2 separate regions of the Mus musculus genome follow, and region 1 is linked to region 2. A link is a contact called in public HiChIP or PLAC-seq data. All regions are on one chromosome and are shown on one strand. The core of a region is the stretch at or near the end of the contact, and the rest is flanking DNA. Distances in the headings are between cores, read along the strand shown.

Region 1 (2,700 bases), core at 16-2,515, 250 kb before region 2:
TATCAAGTTCTTATTTACACCATTGCCAAGTCCCTCTGACTCTGTAGCTTGGTAGCAATAGTCACTGGCTGTGCCTAGGGATTCTGTCATGCCCTCAGAAGAATTAAGTTCTTGCCACCATTTATGGCATCGAAAGACTCCATTCCCACTTGGATAATGGAAACTTGTTCTTAGGGAGCTGTCAGACAATGAGCTCCACACCCTTAAACAAGCTATGCAGCAGAAGTGAAGGCACTCCCGGGAAGTAGTTTCTTTGTCTCCCAACAAATCAGATCCGGAAGGCTGGGTGCCACTCTTGCTGACTCTCTTCTAGGAGACAGCTCTCACTGGATAGGAAAACATTTGCCTTATTAAAATAGCCAGGATAAACCCAATGGTTAGTTTTACTGATGGGGGAAATCAAGGGTTTCTGAAAAGTTCCTGATTCAGTTAGCTCATGCTTGGACCGTGGAGTGGCATTATGGTCTTTTCAGCTGCTGAGCTCCCAAGAGTGGGCTCCGATGACAGCCCTCAGCAGGCCAGAGATCGCCCATCATACATGGCTGGCTTTGAGGATGTCTTAGTGGCCTACCTGGAACCGCAGCTGCTTTGCCTTCCTGCATGTCACCTCCTGTGAGGAGAGGGTCACACATTCACACAAGCCTCCTCCAAAAAGTCTCAGAGACTGAACCTGTCTGAGAGGGAGATAGGTACAGTTGTCTACCCAGAATTTTACCATCCATTCTGAGGGTCCTGATCACTAAGTCAGCAAGGACTCCATCCTCATGACTGGCTTGGGAATGGAGAGCGGAGGTGGATGTCCTAATGTAGGACATGCTACAGTACAGGGACAAAGACCCCAGTGTTCTCCAGGACAAGGAACATCATTCACTAAAAGGCTTCCTAAGACAAACACATCTTCGTCCCTCTGCCTGGTGCAAACTGAGGCACTGGAAAACAACACACTCTCCTCCCAAGGGTCCCTTTGATTCCACTTGAGAATTCAGACCCAAGCATATCTTGTCTCCCACAACTCAGAGACTGATGCTCTAATAAATGTGTTGAGACAGATGTCTGTGCCAGGCAAAATCAACTTGCTGGGGCAAGCAGAAGTCAATCTTGCATCCTCCCTCCCTTCTTTCCTCCCCACTTGACCTTTATGGCTCTGGTTTCCAGCAAGGAGTGAATTATTCACATCTGCTCACAGATATCAAATTGGCCCTTTCCAGGTTGCCAGTGGGGTGGGGCAGAAGGTGGCTTTGTTCAGTGGCAGTAAGTGGGAGGAGCTACAGCCTTGTTCAAACAGTTCACAGGTGGGTACCTGTTTTTTGCTAAGTCATCCCGGGAATGCTCAAAGGCCCTTTGTGAAGTCCTTTCGGTCTTCTCCGGCTCCTCCTTTCTTCCCACCGGTCTAAAGGACTTAAGGAGGCTCACAGAGCAGGGCAGGGCTCACTGCTCTTCAGCATGGCTTACATTGCCAAGTCGTTCTACGATCTCAGTGCCGTTGGCCTGGATGGGGAGAAGATAGACTTCAATACGTTCAGAGGCAGGGCTGTGCTGATTGAGAATGTGGCGTCACTCTGAGGAACAACTACCCGGGACTACAACCAGCTCAATGAGCTGCAATGTCGCTTTCCCAGGCGCCTGGTAGTTCTCGGCTTCCCTTGCAACCAGTTCGGACATCAGGTGAGGAGTTCCTTGGGTTCTATCCAAGGAGTTGATGGACAGAGCTTGAGTGGAAGAAAGGGTTGAGTGTGTCTTGGGATATCTGGACTTGAAGGGCATGCTGCATCAATTGAGGTCTAGGTGAATGTAAAACATCACAGGGAAGAAGTAGATATGGTCTAAGAGTAAGCATTGAGGGTGTGCCTTTTAGTACTGTCTTTCCAAAATGAGGGTTGCTTCCAGGTCTCTCCACTGTGTCTTTGAGTACTTCATTAGTTACTTGTTGAACAAATGAGTGGAGAAAATAGGTTAAGAATCACTACGTTGGCATGGAGGGACATTCCTGTACTCCTAGGATTGATGTGAGTTTGGCACTAACCTGGGCTTACCAGCAAGGTCTCAAAAAAATCACTGTGCATACAGCTCAGTGGGTAGATTACTTGCCCAGCCTATGTGAAACCATGGGTTTGATCCTAAGTGTTGCATAAGCCAGCTGTGATAGCTTACCTCTAATCCCAGCACTTGGAAGATGGAGACAGGAAGGTCAGAAATTCAAGGTGATCCCCTGACTATAGCAAATATGAACCTGAAGAACTCGTCTTAGACAAACAATTGGGATTGAGATGTCGGTGACTTGGGAGTCCTTACTTAGTTCCGGTTGCCTTGGTTCAATGCTTTAATGGCTCTGAGACCATTGAGAGAGGTGGCTTAGTTTTCTGTTTGAGTTTCCACATGTGTTGGTTTAATAGAAGTTGACTTAGCTCATAAGTTTACTGTGAGGCTCATGGCATAAGACACATGAAAAGTAAGGAGAGAGATGTGGAAATAGTGTGCGAGTATTATTTAAAGGCTTGTTTCTAATCAGCAAGCTGGAAAAGGAATATGGGAGAAGGGAAAGGTCCGAAGCGTGCACTCACCTCCTCTGGACATCACGTGCGCCTTCTGTCTCTGAATAACAGGTCAGATTCTTACAGAGCTTCAGCATGCACGCCTCAAGCTATCTTTTAGGGATTCTGTTTCTCTTTATGATTTAACTGTACTAGCAAGCCAGGTGTC
Region 2 (2,700 bases), core at 119-2,618:
AGCCAGGCAAAGAAGAGATCCAAAGGGGGTCAGCAAAGCTGGATTCCCTTTAAAGGGAGAGCATCCAGGACAGCTGGAGCAGCAAGGCCTGGGAAGCAGGGCCTGGGAGCACCTGACTTGCTTTGTGAGAAAGGACAACCAGGGCAGATCTGGAGGATCAAGCAACAGAGACAGGTGGAAACAGGCCCCAGGTGATGAGATGGGAGAATATGCCCTCAAAAGGCACCACTTGAGACTCAGACTGCAGCTCAGGTGCCCACGGGGCCAAGATGTGTTTGAAAGGAAGGTAGAGACCCAGGACCTGCAGACATTCCACAGCTGATATCTAGGGAGTGAGGTAGGGAGTGAGGTGGGGGCTTGGGGGGAGTACCCCAGAGATCACTCCACAGAAAGGAGTTAAGATCTACCCCGACTCACGCACAGAGGGAAGATGCGTGACCCAAAAATCAAGGTGACTCGAAGCAATGTGTAAATTAGGTGTTTCAGGAAGGCAGGAAGAGCTGGGATGTTGTCCAGTTGCTAAAGTGCTTGCCTGAAGGAAAGATTGAGTTTGATAGCTAGTACTACATAAAAACCAGAGGTGGAAACAAAAGACTGGAGGTTCAAAGCTATTCTTAGCTACACAGGGAGTGTGTGTCCAGTTTGGGCTGTATGTGACCTTTCTAGAATGGGGTAGAGGTAGGGTTGAAAGGGACTGTAAGAGCCATCACCCAAACAGCTTAATGCAATTCCTCCTTACCTGAGGCTATTATCCAACAGGGACCACTGAGGTTCCAGTCTTAGCTGGAGGGGAATCTCCCTCTAGGAATAGGGGCTTATAGCTCTCATCTGGGCGGAGGAAGGGTCCATATGAATCTTAACATCAAAGGGATACCCCCCACCCCATCTTTTACCTTTCTTTCCCACACTTGTCAGAAGTGGGGGGTGAGGCTGCCAGCACGGTATCTCCCTCAGTCTTGGCTCCTTCCTAATTCTAAGCATGAGCCTCCAGGTACAGAAACAACCGTACAAGACACGCTCTCTCCTGGACTGATGTAGTTAAAACACCAACTTCCTCCTCCGTGGCTTCTCCACAATCCACCCCTACTTCTGCCCGGGCCTCCACCAGGACCATACGATCCTAGCCCAGAGGCTAGGGGAGTGGCTTTTCCAAGGCAGACCTTAGGGATTTGCACACAAGTGTAAATCCTCACAGACAGGCAGATCGTCAAATCCAGCGCCTCACCCTGCGGTGCCTGCCGCAGCTCTGAAAGCCACTCCACCCACAACACCTGCTCCCATCCCCCAGTCCCTCACACCCTGGCTAAGAGGCCTCAGCCAGACAGGCCTAAAGGAAACTCATCCAACCAGTTTCCAGCAGAGAGAGAGGAAACTTCTCCCTCAGCGAGGAGCACACAAAGACCAGAATTTCGACAGTTCCCTCACCTGTTACCAAACCCCAGAGGCTACAGAGTACACAGGGCACGGCAGCTCCGGTGGCAGTCCACTCCATGAAGAGGGAGGCCTTGACACACAAGAGAAAGAAGTAGTGAAGTCTGAGCAAGGATCTGCCCCCGGCTCCCTGCACCTGCCTCCTAGAGCTACACAGATGGTAGGTGCTGGCTCCACCCGGCCTGACACCCATTAGGGTATCCAGGACCCACTTGTTACCTCCCCTACCAATGGTGCCGCTTGATTTCATCTAGAACAATCAACATCACCACCCCCTGTGGATTCTGGGAAAAAGACACTGTTTTCCCATTATGCATGTGTGTATGTATGCGTGTATGGGGACAGTGTGATCACACAGGACCTTCTCTAGCCACCCATCCGTGAATGTTGAGAGAAGACCTCTGAAGTCCCCAAGCAAAGCACTCCAAAAGCCACAGAGCTGTCTGCGAGTCACATGGCCAAACCTACTGGAAGCACCCAGGCAAGGTAAATAGAAGTCACTTTTCTACACTGAACCCGGTGTGGTCCTCCATTTCTGAACCTCCAGGGGAGCCTCAAAAGCCCTGGGCCACAAGCCTGTGGCTGCTCATGTTCCCCAGAGGTTGCCAGGCGAGGTTCAGAGTCCCAGCTGCACCCCACTCAGCCACCCTTGGCCGGGTCTCAGAGGCTACCTACCGCTTTCCTCAAAAGGGCTCCCATCCCAACACAGAGAGCAGTCCCGGGAAGGTGGCCAGGGACTGGGGAGCGGCATTCTCTCCGGAGTTCGGCAGCCCAGCAGTTAACAGGCTCGGGCTGGGCAAGCAACGAACTGCCACCAACAACCTCGGGAATTAAAGCGCCCGCTGCCTCCTGCTGAAACCTCTTCAATAAACGGTCCTATTCAGAACCAGTTCCGCGTGTGGGTCACACTTGCTGCATTTCTCTCATTCCTGATTGCTGGGGGGCCTTAGCCATGAAAATGTACCTTCCCCGCAAAACTTAGAAGGCTCCGGATGGGGGAGGACCCAGGCCCCAGCCCCAGGAGGTAAGCACCTTGCAGAAGAAGACCACAAATCTCTCCAGAGATTAAGCACATGGGGTACTAAGTGCAGGAAGTCAAACACTGAAGACTCAAACAAAGCCAGATCAGTCAACAACACAACAATACTCCATTTGTGGGGCACCTCCCCCACTCAGGCCCTCGAAGCCTGAGGCTATTAACCCTTCGGTCCTCGAGGCTGCAAGTTGGAAGGTGGGACACAGGTGGACAGCAGAATTATCCCTGCTTTT

What was found. HiChIP or PLAC-seq counts read pairs in DNA pulled down with a chosen protein or histone mark.
Region 1: an H3K27ac HiChIP or PLAC-seq map of embryonic stem cells shows a contact between it and region 2, with 3 times the contacts expected there. The contact joins the promoter of Gpx2 here to the promoter of AI463170 in region 2. A contact is called at or near these places in 9 of 39 promoter capture datasets (the SN4741 cell line, cranial neural crest, embryonic stem cells and 4 more), 1 of 484 Hi-C or Micro-C datasets (liver), 2 of 115 datasets of contacts at active chromatin or transcription factors (both in embryonic stem cells) and 1 of 9 other capture datasets (liver).

The regions. Positions count from the first base shown.
Region 1 is chr12:76,794,119-76,796,818 of GRCm38.p6, reverse strand. It overlaps Gpx2 (glutathione peroxidase 2), which reads left to right and starts at 1,265. Exons shown (of 2, transcript NM_030677.2): 1 at 1,265-1,665. The coding sequence starts at 1,444.
Region 2 is chr12:76,546,593-76,549,292 of GRCm38.p6, reverse strand. It overlaps AI463170 (expressed sequence AI463170), which reads left to right and starts at 1,368. Exons shown (of 3, transcript NR_046044.1): 1 at 1,368-1,591; 2 at 1,802-1,917; 3 at 2,122-2,321. All of the region lies in intron 1 of Plekhg3 (pleckstrin homology domain containing, family G (with RhoGef domain) member 3), which reads right to left.